3 separate regions of the Zea mays genome follow, and regions 1 and 2 are each linked to region 3. The links are chromatin contacts, called in public Hi-C maps. All regions are on one chromosome and are shown on one strand. The core of a region is the stretch at or near the end of the contact, and the rest is flanking DNA. Distances in the headings are between cores, read along the strand shown. Region 1 has its middle 57 kb from the start of LOC103638587. Region 2 holds the start of LOC103638587 (ABC transporter G family member 42). Region 3 holds the start of LOC109942200.

Region 1 (2,809 bases), core at 64-2,563, 190 kb after region 3:
GTAGTACACGAGACATGTCTAGTGAGTAGTTGGCCTTTCAGACACAATTTACATCCACTCTAAGCTCTTTGTTGGGTCCCATGTATGGTGATACACTGGACACGTCCGGTGAATACAAGTGTCTTAGGCCACTTCTTCAAGCTCTCTAAGTGTTGTGTCCGGTGCACCGTATCTAGTGTGCACCAGACATGATGGTACTATGCTCAAACATAACAAGACACAATTCTGTCCAGTGCACAGTAGTGCACACCAAACATGTTCGATGCTATCGCAGCATTGTTGATTCACTTGTTTCGGTCTTTTTTTAGTTGGATTGTGTTTCAAACTTCTCGTGATCTCTCTTTGGTTTACCTAGCACTGGGTTTCATAAGCGTGCACCATCATACCTAACTAGACTTGTCTAGGTTAAGCTACTCGATTTGTGTCCCCCTTTATAGAATGATTTAAATAAAAAATAAGGTTATATAATACTTTAAATTTCCAACAACTCTAAACACTTAGAACTAACTGAGCCTTAACCTTCTCGATCATCCTTTAAAAATTGACCATTGAGTTCCATTAATCATTTTTCGTTATTGTGATCTAAGCTACCTTGTTTCTACAAAACGCACGTTACGAATCAATTTGATTAATGATTTTGAAATAATAAAACATTTTATACAAAAATATATAAAGAAAAGATGTTTAAAACGCCAAATAAACTAGATTTATTATGCCACCTATTTTAATAATATTTCTGTTTGGCGTTATCATAAATATTAGTATTTTTCCTATACATTTAGTCATACTTAAAACTTAATTGTAGCTCGATTTAAAACAAACCTATCTATCTCTTATTTTAAATTTAACGGATCGCCTTCCCTATTTTACGCGAACCACAGTCTAACCGGGAGAGTTTACCCGGTCCATTTCGTTCATCCGTTACAAATGTTGGCTGACAGCTGTATAAATCCATCAGCTTTCACAGTCACAGTCACAGTCAGGACGTTTACCTGGTCAAGAATACGAACGCCAGAACACGTATGAAAGAACACCCCCAATCATATACATGTACATGCCGCCGGCTGGCGGGCCTTAATAATTCTGTAAAAATGTTTAACATAATTGGCCGTAAAAAAATTTCACTGGCAGATAGCTAGGGTGGCGATCGAGTGTGATGATTTGTGTGCTCAGCTGGCAAGTTGCGAGTGCTCAGCGTCTACTACGATCCACGACGCATGTACGTATCCCGGTGGATCTATCCCATGCAATGCAAATGCAATGCCAACGCACTGGTCGCGCTAGTACGTGCCACTTTATTATTTATTTTGAGACCGGCCCGGTCAAGCATATGTGTGGCGCTTGTAGAAGGCTGCTTGCCTGCTCTGCTTGTCATCATCACACACGGTTGAGAGCTGTCGACTTGAGATGAATCTTCTACTAACAAGCTAGTGTAGTGTAGTGTTGCGTTGATTGAGAAAAACGAACCTGATCTATTCACTAAAACGGCCACACATTATTGTCGCTTCGTCGGGCAATCATATCGGATGTTTACGGCGGTCGAGGTACAATGCATGGCTATATATGCACAAAAACAAAAAAAAAAACTGATGAGCCGGCCAGCAGCATCGTCATCCGTATCCATGCAATTAATCATACTGCCAGAAACGTGAAGACACAGCAGGACTTGCACATTCTTTGACTGATTTGTTTTAAGCCGATGCGTCTTCGTAAGTAGTATCTCGGTTAGTTGTCCTTCAGTGGTTATTGTCAGGCGCCCAACCAACAGGATGGCAGGAGATGCGGCGTCACCTGGTTGCTGCTTCTTCGCCTCTTCTTTTTGCCCAAGTTTCTTGGTCACTTTAGCTCACTTTTGGACTACTGCGAAATTTACCCGGCCGGTTCTGCGTATACACCACAGGGTCGTGATACTTTTTTTACTTTCAGGTCGCACTTGCATGGTTCCTCCGGAAGCAGATTTATAGTCTTAAAGTTACGTTTGGTAAAGGTGTGGAAGGAGTAGACGTACTGATTGGTGCGCCGCTTGTACTTGTGATCTTCTGAACCAGACAGAGTTCAGTCCACCTACCACGGTATGTGTGGTGGGAATACTCATTCGCAACAAGGGGAACAGGTAACTTGTTTCTGATTTAGTATTGCCGTGTGAAAGGTTGGAACAAAAGTATGTGCGTATCAGTGTATGTGGAGACCGTGTCTTAGGTGAGGACAAGAAAATAGTTTTAAAAGATTTTCCAATTGCTCAAGAATAAAACTTCACATATCCCTAGCTAGTGCATGGCTACATATACTTTTTCCGCATAAGGGTCCATTCGTTTTCTCTTCAATCTATGTGGATTGAAGATGATTAGATGGGTTTCAATCCATAGCAAGTTAAAATCTCTGCTAATTTTTTTTTCAATTTCATTCAATTCATGTGATACAGGAATAACTTAGGCAACAAAAATATTTACATTTTTTATCGGTTGTTAGACCCACGAAAATAGTTGTCTTTATTTTTGCTGGCCACGTGGCCGACAAAAATAAATAGCCACCTGGAAGCTAATTTCGTCGACCATAGAGTCGACGAAATAACATGGTCGATGGCATATAATTTGCCGGACCGACAAAATTAACCTTTTCCAAGGTTTCTTGCCTTTGGTCCAGATTTAGAATTTAATCCATATGTCAGCGGGTTTTTCGAGATCGACTCAGTCTGGAAAGAAAATACTTACAGTTGTAGAAGGATGCCATGCATAATAGGCCCGTGGAGCTCCCTCATTGTAAATCTCACCCCTCGGCATCAAACCAACCGGGCTAAGATTTCTTCTTC
Region 2 (2,994 bases), core at 400-2,899, 250 kb after region 3:
ATAGGGGGTGCGAAGACTCTTGTGGCAAGATATGACACTTGCCGTACCTTAATTTTCTAGAGAAAAATCTTCTCTAATACTAGTACCGTAACTCCGCAAGCTACCAGCTTCTCAACCTGATGAAGAAATCACGCCACTCATATCATTTAGGCCACTCTCTATTGCTATCTGTCTGCAGCTGATCATAAGTAGGGATGAAAACGGAAACGGTATTTTTCGGATACCGGAAATCGTTTTCGAAATTTTACCGAAATTTAGGTTTAAACGGAAACGGAAACGGTTACCGAAAATATGGAAACGGAATCGGTAGAAAAACTCGGAAACGAAAACGGTTTGGGTCTGTTCCGACCGTTTCCGGAAATTACCGTTTTTATTCGGTATTTTACCGTCGGTAATAAATTCGGTATTTTTCAGAAAAAATATTAAATCTGAACTGATCTTTATAAATTCATAATAAATTCATCTTAGCTTAGAAAAATATAAAAATAATTTTATTATTTTTCTAAAATCAAGATTTATCTAATGATATATAGTTTAGAATCGTTTGAAACTTTTATAAATCTTATTTATTTTTTCTTACCTCTTATTACTCTTGATACATATATTCATAATTTGAATGAGAACTTAAGAAGTACCAAGAGGACACTAATTATATTGACTATACCAAGTAGTAGGTGTATAAATAGAATGTAAGTGCCATATCATTATACACATCTTGATTCTACTTTATTTAAATACATAATAATGATTTTATTGTTTTATGATTTCTTACTTTATATATTTATTGTGGCCTGCTACCTTATATATTATTATTAATTTTATATAAATGTATGACTTACGTGAATTTTTGAAGTCAATTGAGGGTACAAGTTACAGTTTTTATCGATCGAATTTTTAGATTTCGATCGTAACCGGTGTAATTTTCGTACCGAACTTTCGTTTCCTATGTTTCCGAATTACCGATATCGTTTTCGTTTCTAGAGTTACCGTTTTTTATCTCGTTTCCGAGGAAAAATATGAAAACGAAAATGGTTTTTGTGTTTACCAATCGTTTCCGACCGTTTTCACCATCATAAGTAACTCGCCAAAACTGCAATGGCCGGCCATCGAGTAGCGAGGCCGATGCGTCATGAAACACACGGCCTGCCCACACCACACAGAACGAAATGAGAGGCAGCCATGTGCGCCAAAACCTGACACGTAACCACTGAACTGCTGGGAAGTCGGAATGCAGACGAAGTGACTAGCTAGACCGCTAGAAGTGGAACGGTACGGCACTCCTCCTACCGTACGTGTAGCAGCGGCTAGATCGGCTGGCCGGCCACCAGCGCTCCCGCAACACATCACTCAACAGTCAACGCATGAACACAACACAGCGCAAAAATGCGCTGCCATCTGGTTCTGATCTGCCGATATGATGCAGCCACGTCCACGGACGACGCATCCGCCGCCCTCACCGCTCACGCTCAGCAGCGGCTGTGTGTGTCCACCTACCGCGTGGGGCGCTCAGCACTCAGCACTCAGCACCGGCCGGGGCTGTGTCCACCCACCGCGGTCGACTCGGGTCAACCGCGTGCAGCGCCGCTAAAATGCCCCCGCGAGTCGTCCTCCGGTCCCTGCTTCCTTGCGAAAGCCAAAAGGGCTTCGCCGCCGCCCCCCAGTCCCCACCAACCCAACCAGAGCACAGCGTAGCTCCTAGACGCGACCTAGGCCTGGTAAAAACAATTGGAAATTTCAGTTGGCCATTTCCCCGCCCCGCGCGCCACCCGCAGCAGCGCATATATATAAACTCCACCTCCGGGCTCACTCCTCTCACCCCCCTCTCTCCTCCCTTCCAATCCAGGCTACTCATGCAGCTCGCACGCCGCCACCACCACCAACTGCCGCACTGACGTGCATGCATGCGCAGAAGGAGCCAGCGCCCGGCCTGCGGCCTTGCCTGAGAGGAGCTCCGTCCTAGCACGGCAACACCAGGCGTCTAGCGCGCGGACGCAGTACGTCTGAGCAAGGCAAGAGCGGCGTGACGACCACCTGCCGGGAGCCGGGTGCTGCCTGCCCGGCCTGGACCGATCAAGCGACACCGGCCGGTAGACAAGAGACAGGCGCGCACATATATAGACACACACACAGTCACACACGCGATGGAGAGCGCGATGGAGAAGGTGTGGGAGTCGGGGCGGCGGATGAGCCGGAGCATCGGCCGCGGCATGGGCATGGAGGCGTGGGGCGTCGACGACGTCTTCATGCCGCAGCACGGCTCCCGGTCCCGGACAAGCAGCCGCGGCGGCCGCGTCGACGACGACGAGGAGGCGCTGCGATGGGCCGCCATCGAGCGCCTCCCCACCTACAGCCGCGTGCGCACCGCCATCCTGTCGGAGGCCGCCGCCGTGGGCGGGGTTAACGACGACGACGACGGCGGCAAGCAGCAGCGGTTCAAGGAGGTGGACGTGAGGAAGCTCGGCGTTGGCGAGCGCCAGGAGTTCATCGAGCGCGTCTTCCGCGTCGCCGAGGAGGACAACCAGCGGTTCCTCCAGAAGCTCCGCAACCGCATCGACAGGTGCGCAACAAACACGCTCGCCGCGCGCCTGCTTCTGTTTGTTTTCTTTAATTTGCCCAGTGCTAGCTCCGGCCGACACACACACACAAAAGAGGCAGGGTGAGAGATGAATCTGCATGCTGGTTTCTGTGGCCGGAAGCACAAGCGTTATCGCTTTATCTTAGCTTCAGGAGGTGCCCAAACAATTGATTCCAGACGAAACTTCAGCTTCTAGTACTTCCAAAAGTGTAGGACATATCGTCATATCGAGCACCTTTGCAAACGTGCACAAAACCAGGAACATGTACAAATTTTCGGATACAAGAAATGAACACAATTTTCGTTTTTTTTTTCAAACTACTTTTGACCATGTTTTGAGAAAGAAACTACCTTTTTCTTTTCTTATGTTTTTCCCTCAGCTCGCGTCGATTGTTGGCTAGCTAGCTAGAATACGGTTC
Region 3 (2,700 bases), core at 64-2,563:
TGTTGGAGAGGCGGCAGAGGTGCTCGTGGAGATGGCAGCTGAGGAGATGCGGCAGCGGAGGTGCTCGCGGAGATGGCGGCTGAGGAGACGCGGCGACGGAGGTGCTCGTGGAGATGGTGGCCGAGGAGACGCACGTGGGGAGGGAGAATCACCTGGCCTCCCAAGGACAAGGTTCTTTCCTAGTGTAAAATAGGGTTTCTTGGACGAATCTCCGTCCGATTGTGGGCTGCCAAATGACATAAATGAAAAACCCATGGACAATCTTCGTGTGGGCTTTCTTCCGGTGGAAAAGGCCGGAAAATCAGCTAGGTTTTGGTCTGCCAAACCAGACCTTAGAAAAATGGGGTTCCCAAACTAGCCCTTAGGGATAAATACAGTTGGTAAACACTAAAACTATTATCGATTTCATAGCTTTTCTTGGAAACAATTGATAATGATAACTCCATAGATGAAAATAACATTAGTAATTCAAAAACATTGAAAACGAATCGAAAACGAAAGTTCGATACGGAAAATACACTGGTCACGACAGAAATCTAAATACGATCGTAAAAAACCACAACATATATATAACACCCTGAATTTGGGGTATAAAATTTCTTCTCCAATATTCACCAAATTCAGGCGTTACTCTCATTTTCTCTCTCTCTGTTCTGCTCCTTCTTCCTATTTTCAAAGCAATATAGAGATTGGTGTCCATGCTACGTGTATGAAAAACCCTAAGTTGATATTGTTGTTGCATCATGCCGGAGCATATTTATTTCTATCCAATGTCATGTCTAAGCGTGCATTCATTTAATTTAGGATTTTTATTCAAGGAATGGATTTGATTAGAAAGCAAGCAAGATCGATTAGAGAAGCAGCCCCAGCCCTAGTGCACGCCCAGCCGCCCCTCCCCCCATGCACGCCCAAACCGCCCCCACCTCCCCTCTCCCGCACAACCATGATCTAGGAAGAGAGAAACTGCCCTCTCCCTCTTCCTCCTCTCTCCCACTCTCTCCCTACCATCGTTTGGATCACCGAAGCTGTGGTTGCTGCCGTTCATCGAGCCCTTGGTATGCCCCTCCCTCTCCTACCTCCTCCTCTCTCTGCCTGCGCGCGCCCTCCCCTGCCCGCGGCGCCCCCTGGCCATGGAAGCCCCTCCCCGGCCCGCCCTCCCCCATGCAACCTGGCCCCCAGCGCGTCGCCCCTTCCCCTGCACAGCCCAGCCCTCGGTGCGGTGGCTCTTCCTCGCGCGGCTCGACCCCGGTCCGGCGTGCCCGGCCCTCGGCGCGGCGGCCCCATCCCCCCCTCCAGCGCGGTGCCCAGCCCCATGCGCGCATCCCCTGCTTGGCCCGGCCCCTGCGCGTAGCCTTGTCGCGGCTATGGCGCGGCCTCGGCGCGTAGCCCTAGCTCGTGTGCCTTCGGCACGCTTCGGTTCGTCGTTCGGTGCTTCACGCGCGTCGTTGCATTTTAAATTTCATTTGAGTCATGCATCGTGTCGCGCGCTTCGCCGCTCGACGACCCTTTTTAATTCACCTAGAATCTCGTATAATAGTTAAAGTGCATAGAGTAACGACGATTAATCGAGTATCGAACTAATTAGGATCTAGCACTAATTTTATGTGCAGGTCGTATGAACACCAATTAATATAATTATGTTGAGATAAATATTTTAGTCCACAACTGCTTAACGTAATCGCTGTCTCTCAGTCGTAGCTTCGACCGGCGTAGTTTCTTTTCTCGCATAGTCGTAAATGCGAGCCCTGCGCCACATGTCTGTTTAATTGATCTGTTTTGTTGTATGGTGTATTGTTTCCCTCTACGTTAAGAATGTGGAATGTATGTTTGCACTCATATAGATAACGGTCCGTTGGTGGAGTCTGAGGAAGTTGCAGGAGAAGACCATGAGTAGCAGCTGGTTGGTGAAGTCAAGTGTCCTCTGACCTATTTACACAATTTATACCTAAGAATTTACTAGTCCTCTGTTTATCCTGTCCTTGATCACCTATTTGGGTTGGATTATTTCTGGATTAGCTCTATGCTAGCTGTTGGTCCTTGTTCTCAGATGCTAAATACCAAGAACAAAGCAACACAACTGTTAACGATTAGAGACCTTCGTCCTTCGAAGCATTATCCCCCTTAGGATATAATGATCTTCAGACGAAGGTCATGAAGGACATACCTTCATCATTTCAGTAAGCAAGAATATAAACAGAGACATATGAAACACAAAGGGAATATGAATAATCATTTCAAATCATTAGACTATTCATATTCTTATTTTATATAAACATGAATAAACATCAATGATATTTATATTACATTTGTACCTTCGGCTTGACAGAAGGTGAAAAAGCGGGAGTGACGTGAGAGTGATTACAAGTCAGCGTGAACAGTACAAGGGTATTGTTCATCTATTTATAGGCACATGACACAGCCCAGACAAAATTACATCCATGACCCTGATGGCTAATTACAATTACAATACAAATTATCGAGGGCTATACAGTCTTTTCCTCTTTAAGTCGGTAACGTCCTTCGTCTTTAGCGTGTCACCATGCCAAAGCTCCTTCAATGGTAGCTTCGGCTTACACCTTCATGTCACACCTGCTTGTGTATTGTTCTATCGAAGGTGTTTTTGCTTAGAGGACCTTCGGCGGAGAAGAAGGCCCCCAATAGTGGCCCCTTCGCGGTGCTAGATCGTTTTTTGTAACGAGC

What was found. A called contact is a pair of places that touch in the nucleus more often than the background predicts.
Region 1: a Hi-C map of leaf shows a contact between it and region 3, with 5 times the contacts expected there. The contact joins the enhancer-like site here to the promoter of LOC109942200 in region 3. A contact is called at or near these places in 2 of 25 Hi-C or Micro-C datasets (ear and leaf).
Region 2: a Hi-C map of leaf shows a contact between it and region 3, with 9 times the contacts expected there. The contact joins the promoter of LOC103638587 here to the promoter of LOC109942200 in region 3. A contact is called at or near these places in 14 of 25 Hi-C or Micro-C datasets (bundle sheath, ear, endosperm and 5 more).

Annotation. Positions count from the first base shown.
Region 1 is chr9:79,717,733-79,720,541 of Zm-B73-REFERENCE-NAM-5.0, forward strand. No RefSeq gene overlaps it. Among protein-coding and RNA genes, the nearest start is that of LOC103638587, 57 kb to the right of the region's middle. Within about 2 kb of position 1,314, at least 9 of the 20 cell types and tissues checked have an H3K27ac peak or open chromatin away from gene starts, as enhancers often do. A contact at or near this core is called in leaf, where this site is marked.
Region 2 is chr9:79,774,760-79,777,753 of Zm-B73-REFERENCE-NAM-5.0, forward strand. It overlaps LOC103638587 (ABC transporter G family member 42), which reads left to right and starts at 1,650. Exons shown (of 21, transcript XM_008661458.3): 1 at 1,650-2,557. The coding sequence starts at 2,142.
Region 3 is chr9:79,525,468-79,528,167 of Zm-B73-REFERENCE-NAM-5.0, forward strand. LOC109942200 reads right to left here and starts at 1,314. Exons shown (of 5, transcript XM_035962834.1): 1 at 1,077-1,314; 2 at 1-150. The coding sequence starts at 1,314.